Linked DNA regions of Gossypium hirsutum: region 1 is linked to region 2. A link is a contact called in public Hi-C data. All regions are on one chromosome and are shown on one strand. The core of a region is the stretch at or near the end of the contact, and the rest is flanking DNA. Distances in the headings are between cores, read along the strand shown. Region 1 holds the start of LOC107933797. Region 2 holds the start of LOC107949270 (NAC domain-containing protein 1).

Region 1 (3,598 bases), core at 1,063-3,562, 160 kb after region 2:
TTCGCGGGGGCATGCAGATCTTCGTGAAAACCTTGACTGGCAAGACCATCACCTTAGAGGTGGAGAGTTCGGACACCATCGACAATGTAAAGGCGAAGATTCAAGACAAGGAAGGGATCCCACCAGACCAACAACGTTTGATCTTTGCAGGGAAGCAGCTTGAGGATGGGAGGACCTTGGCTGATTATAACATCCAGAAGGAATCGACCCTTCACCTTGTTTTGAGGCTTCGTGGAGGCATGCAGATTTTCGTTAAGACATTGACTGGGAAAACAATCACATTGGAGGTGGAAAGTTCGGATACAATTGATAATGTGAAGGCGAAGATTCAGGACAAGGAAGGTATCCCTCCAGATCAGCAAAGGCTCATCTTTGCTGGAAAGCAATTGGAGGATGGGAGGACTTTAGCTGATTATAACATTCAGAAAGAGTCCACCCTTCACCTTGTTCTTCGTCTCCGTGGTGGGCAGTGAGAAGTTAATTCTTCTTTTGTCTTTGTTCTAGCTTAAGATGGTCGCAAATAAGCCTTTAGGAAAGTGCCTATTTTCTTATCTCTTAATGTAACATGTTAAGCTAAGTAAACCTTCTGTTTGGAATAAAAGTTTGGTGATTTCGTATCTGCTAATTAATTGCTGAATCAAATCTTTTCAATGCAATGATCACTGTTGAAATGGGTAATTTGTGATGCTTAATGTATTGTAAATTAGAAAAAAAATCAGTGTTGACACAGCAAAGAACCACATGATTGGGCTGCCAGCATTAGATGAAATGTTACTTGATAGTTTTTTATGTCTTGCAAAGCAAGACATAAAAAGGGATCAAAGCAATGAAGATTTAGAAACAAAGGTAGAACTTATCATCTCATATTTAAGCAGCTCTTAAGCATATTTGCTACTTGTTTTATCAACTTCGGTCTTGAAAACAAGTACTATTCTTGTTCTTCGAACACTCAGGACTTGGATTTTATTTTGTGGAAAACAAGACGTGTGTTATGAAATTTTCATATATCTGTACATAAGCTCTGCAACAAAGACAGAGGCAGGTTCTCTGAAAAATCAAAACACAATTTTTATAATGTGTACAGATGGAGTTGGAGAAATGAGAAGTTCTATTGTGTTGCCAATGCAGCTGATTAAGTTTCAATATGGAAAGACTAAAGTACTTTTGTGGTGTCTATTTTAGGCTAATATTTCTACCCATATCAACTTTGTTTCATTGGAAATGCCTACTCCTACTCTAGACACAAAGAACATACATGTTTTTCTTTTCTGAGACTACCCATTAACCCTTCTTCTCAATTTCAAATCGTAAGTCCTATCCAACATATTGATTTAAAATCCAATTTCTTGACTTATGGGTATCATGAAAAATATTGATAAATAGTTATCATTTTATATTTTCAAGGAAAATTAAATGGAAAGCAAAAAGAAAAAGCTACTAACTTTTAGAGTAGTTTGGAAAGTTAATGAGTCCATGAAAAGCCATAGGTCTAAAGCTCACGATCATTTTGGGCTAACTTCCAAGTTACAGTAGAAATTGCTTAATCTAAACCGCCATAAATTCCAAAATCTTGGGAAAACGTAAAGAAAAAGGGTCATTCCGAGAATTGAACTCGGGACCTCTCGCACCCTAATCGAGAATCATACTACTAGACCAAATGCCCTAATTGATTTTTGCTCATGACATCAAAATATTAAAGAAAGATTCCAAAATTATATATGATATTTTAATTATAATTTAAATATATACGCAAAATTTTAATTTTGATTTAAGTAAAACATATTTAAAAAAATAAACTCATAAATTTATTTTTATATTGAATTAATATAATTATTTGTGCATGTAATATATAAACATAAAATAATGTTATATCAATATAATTATTAATAATTTATAAGAATTGAACCAAATCAAAATTTCATTTATAAAATTATACAAAATTAAAATTTATGTATAAAATTACATATTAAATTAATATTCAAATAATTTGCGTTAATTATTTGTGTGTGTACAGAAGATATAATCTTCAAGCTAACATAAAGCGGATATTAATTGCAATGTTTAAAGAGACGTTTGTGAGTCATGAGTTATGAGTTGCTGGATTATTTCGGTTCACTATCCATGATTTGTCCTGATTGGAGCTTCAATTAGAAAGCAGATTATATTTGACAATGGGCGATTACGAGAGTTGATACCACCTGCTTGTCCTGGGTTGGTTTAGAGTCCCCCTTGGTGGTCCACTATTATGACATACAGAATCAACATGACTGCAACAAATAGTATCCATATCATGTATATGGGTCTCTTACGAAAAGATGTGGAGTTGGATGAATCCATGGCCATCACCACATCTTCCACTGCCCAAAGGTTCCACCACTTCTATATTCCAATGCTTTTCCTTATTCTTTCAACACCATACAACCCCCACACTGATGCTGATAAATAACCCTCTCTCCCTCCATGTATTCCCCCCTCCCCCTTTTTTCTCAATGGCTAATAACCTCTCTTTATGTCTCGTAGGAGCCATGGATCGTCTCTGGTTTCAACAGATTATTCTTTTCCCAGACCCCTTTTCACCATATTTCCCCCTTGAACCAAAGCAGCCCCTCTCAGAATCTACCACTACAAGCTCATCATCTTCAAGCCTCTCTTTATCATCTGTTGCAGACCAAGAAATACCAGCGCTGGTAAACAGTAATAATAATAATAAAATGAATGAAAAAGAACTATGCTCATCAAGTTCAACACTCTTGAAATATGTTTCTTATTTTTTGTTTCATTTTTGCTGTTGTTTTTCATGGTGATCAAATTCTTAGGATGATCCTAAAAAAGAGGAAAAACAATTGAAGAAAAGATCAAGAAGAGGGAATCTTAGTCGTTCACATTCTCCATCACAATCGACTCATAAACATCAGAGGATTAACCATCAATGCAAACTGCAAAAATCCACGAGTTGTAGGAGCTTGAAAGACTTGGAACTGGAAGAAGTAAAAGGGTTCATGGATCTTGGATTTGTATTCACAAAAGAGCACTTGAACGCCAGGATGATTAGTGTTATCCCCGGCTTGCTCAGACTTGGATTTTCCAGAACTAAACGGATCCATAATGAAGTCAATGTTGATGCTGACCAACTATCTAAAGACGATGATATTGAACAAGAAGAGAAGAGAGGTGTTATAAGACCATATTTATCAGAAGCTTGGCTGATTAAAAGACCCGATTCTCCTTTGCTGAATCTAAGAGTACCAAGGGTCTCTGCTGCTGCTGATATGAAGAAACATCTCAAGTTTTGGGCTAGAACTGTTGCATATGTAGTTCAACAAGATTCATAAAACAAGAGAGCAGATCCCAACTTCGAACCTAAATCTACCACACAACTAGGTCTATAGCTAGCTGCAACTGTAAAAAGAGGAGTTTGTAATAAAAAAGTCATAAAAGATAGTGTACTCTAAATAAAAGATGAGCCAAAAGCTCTTTTTGTCACCATTTTTAACTACTAGTAGTGGTTAGGATAAATGGAAAAAACTTTAAAAAGGATCTTTTTCTTTTGTTATATTGAGTCATCCAAATTGCTGAAAAGATAAGGCAAACCAAAAAA
Region 2 (3,383 bases), core at 616-3,115:
CCTAAAGATTTGAAGACTTATCATGCTCATGTTGAAGATATTATCTTTACTGATTATCTTGCTATTTTGATGGGAAGATTGATTGTAATTAATCATTATCTTAACAAGCATTAAACTCTTATATATTAAAAGGCTTGCGTATGTAAAAAGTGTGGAGAATTTTAACACTTATTTTGTAATTTAGAACTTATTTTTTAGAATGCATTTTGTAAGTAATAAAGTGAGTCACTTGGTTTTTATCCTAAATTTTTAGGGGAAAACTTAAAGGAGAGTAATCTAGATCTTAGGTACCAAATTGAGGTTGTTAATCTAGTGGTTGTCAATGATTGTAACCACTTGTTGTATGAGGTGTTAAATAATGCAATATCTCTCTATGCAAGGCCTTATAGATATAGGGAAACTGAATTGTGGAAACATATCAAGAGTATATTGTTTTTCTACTTTATTCTTCACCAATGCCTGAAGTAATGGACACTGCTTGTAGCACTACTTCTGACACTACTCAATTTCTACTTGCAATTATTGATTTTAGACCTAAAAAATTTAATTAAATTTTGATACATAATTCTGAAATCTTTTCATGTTTGGACTCAAATTTGGTTGGATTCACTCATTTTCACTGTTTGCATTATAAAATATTTTAAAAATATGTTAACATTAGTATTTTACTCTAAAATATTAATGTTAATAAAAAAATTCTTTAAAATATATTTTTACTCACAATTTAAATTATTTAAATTCAAATTAAATCAAACTAAATTAAAATTAAAAAATAAAATTATTTCAATGAAGCATTCGAGATAGAAACAAGTATAGACGGAAGTGGCGGGTAGAGCCAAAGTATATAAATGGATCAAGCGTAGGACAAATTATGTATGAAATTAGAAAGATGAAGATTAAGCTCAATCAAAATAAGATATTGCATAATTGCCCATTTGCATACAAAGTAGATTTAGCCATAAATTGTTTATGGTCGACAGTCATTCTTTGGTCATGCTGGCAATGTCATAACCGACGCTTGTTCAACAATTTTCACTTTAAATAAACATCTTATCATCAAAATATTTTTATTTAATATGTATATCAAGACAACTTATTTAAGGTCCAATCACTTTTTTTTTTAAGTTTAAGGTCCAATCACTCTTGTTCCTCGTATGGAGCAATAATAATTGCAAAAATCTATTTGCCAGTCCATTTTACAAATGCTCTTTTGTCCATATATAACACTCAAATTTTGGAATTAGTATTCCTTCCGGTCACCTCGATTTTTGGAATTATTATTATTATTTCTCTGTAGCCTCTTGATCGGCAAATGGTTATGGGGTTAAGCGAAAAAATCTTGGGGCAAAATCAAATTATAAATTTGATAATCATAATTTTATTATTCTTAGACAATCAAAGTATAAACTTAACTTAAATTTGTAAGATTTTAAAGGTGGCCCCTAAATTGGTTAAGCTAATCAAGACAAGTGTCACAAAAACATGATCGAAATGAGGTAATTATCCTTTGTAAGTTCATTATTCTCATGTCTCGTAAAATAAGCCAATACATTGGCACTTAGCATTAGCAGACAATATCAAAGGGGGGCTCCAATACACTGGGGGCCTTAGGTTCCAACCCTAATATATATACATGACTGACTGCTGAAATCAGTTGTAGATTTGGCCTAGTTATGTTATGATGACGTGAAGTACTTGGAACCGGTTTGGCATACACATTGTGACAAAACATGTCTATCCAAGAATTTCTGTTCCAAACAGGGTTCAAATATATGGACAAATCCGTAGCTTTCCAATCTCTTTCCATGAAATTTTACAAATAGGTTTTTTTAGCCATTTTTTTTTATTAATAGCCTTAAGCAACGTCCACATCTGCATGGAGATATATGTAGAGGAACCACCCTATATAATCTTTGCACGGTACTCTTCCTATATTTACAACTATTTCCATTCGATAGTATCGGTGGAGAGACCATTAATCCCTAGGGTTCTTTTTCTTTTCTTTTTTCTTTTTTTTTTCTTTTTAATTTTTCATCCATTATTTGATCATCACCTCCAACTCCAAGAATAATAGTAATAATAATGTTGGGTGGCTCTTCAATGGAGGAAATACCAGCTGCTGGTAATAACTCATCAGAGATCCAGCTTCCTCCTGGTTTTAGATTCCACCCTTCTGATGAAGAGCTCATAGTTCATTACTTGAAAAACAAAGTGACTTCCAACCCTCTTCCAGCTTCTATTATAGCTGAGATTGATTTATACAAATATAATCCATGGGAGCTTCCAAGTATGTATATGCATATGTATACTAATTAGAAAGGGTTCTTGTAAACTGTACTGATTAGCTCTATCTGGTTTGTTTATTTGTGATCTATCTATCTATCTATCTATCTATAGTTAAAGCTTTGTTTGGAGAAGATGAATGGTTTTTTTTCTCTCCAAGAGACCGGAAGTATCCGAACGGGGCGAGGCCTAATAGAGCGGCAGCTTCGGGGTATTGGAAGGCGACGGGGACGGATAGACCGATCCTAACGTTGTGTGGAACCAAGAGTATTGGAGTGAAGAAAGCTCTGGTATTCTACAAAGGACGTCCACCTAAAGGGACTAAGACAGAGTGGATCATGCACGAGTATAGGCTGCTTGAAACCATGATTTGGACTCCCAAACGAAACGGATCTATGAGGGTAACAACTAAGACCATGTGGACCGTATAGCTAATTTATGTGATGAATTATGAATGATGATAATCGATTTTCTTTTCTTTTTTTTTTTTATGTTAACAGTTAGATGATTGGGTGCTTTGTCGAGTGAGGCAAAAAGCCAGCATACAAAGGAACAGTTGGGAAGATAGAAATATTAGCAGTCATGAACCAGCTGATAGCTTCTATGTCCCCAATTCCATTGAGCCATGGCCTTCCAACACAAACCACAACGTTGATATCGGCAAAACCTACCTATTCAATGACTGCCCTATGTTGCCTTACATTTTTGCATCTCAAGACCTTCCTTGCTTTGACACAACCTCCAGCATTAGCTTCCAAAGCAGTTACAAATCTTGCACTTCCCTCCAGGAAGCCAATTCTGGCAACAACAACATGCAGATTTCATTTTCGTTCCTACAAAACCTGTTTAACCCTTTGAAAAGAGAGTCCATGGAGGAAGGTAGTTTTGTCCCAACCAGCTGTAAGAAGCTCAAGAATACTGAGAAAGATTGCAGTGAAATGAACTTTTATAGATCAAACCATTTGGAAAACAGTGATTCTAGTCCACATCAATGGAATCCAATGATGCAGTATGATCAAAAACTTAATCTCCCGGGTTTTACTGAAACTGACTAAAGAAAGCATGGGATTATACATATGGGGTAAAAAAAGGTGTACATA

The links. A called contact is a pair of places that touch in the nucleus more often than the background predicts.
Region 1: a Hi-C map of hypocotyl shows a contact between it and region 2, with 4 times the contacts expected there. The contact joins the promoter of LOC107933797 here to the promoter of LOC107949270 in region 2. A contact is called at or near these places in 5 of 34 Hi-C or Micro-C datasets (callus, hypocotyl and leaf).

What each region holds. Positions count from the first base shown.
Region 1 is chrA04:68,670,584-68,674,181 of Gossypium_hirsutum_v2.1, forward strand. It overlaps LOC107933797, which reads left to right and starts at 2,313. Exons shown (of 2, transcript XM_016866080.2): 1 at 2,313-2,687; 2 at 2,817-3,598. The coding sequence starts at 2,316. The coding sequence ends at 3,332. LOC107933786 (polyubiquitin) reads left to right here. Exons shown (of 1, transcript XM_016866070.2): 1 at 1-617. The coding sequence ends at 473.
Region 2 is chrA04:68,513,611-68,516,993 of Gossypium_hirsutum_v2.1, forward strand. LOC107949270 (NAC domain-containing protein 1) reads left to right here and starts at 1,866. Exons shown (of 3, transcript XM_016883997.2): 1 at 1,866-2,287; 2 at 2,404-2,684; 3 at 2,784-3,383. The coding sequence starts at 2,083. The coding sequence ends at 3,338.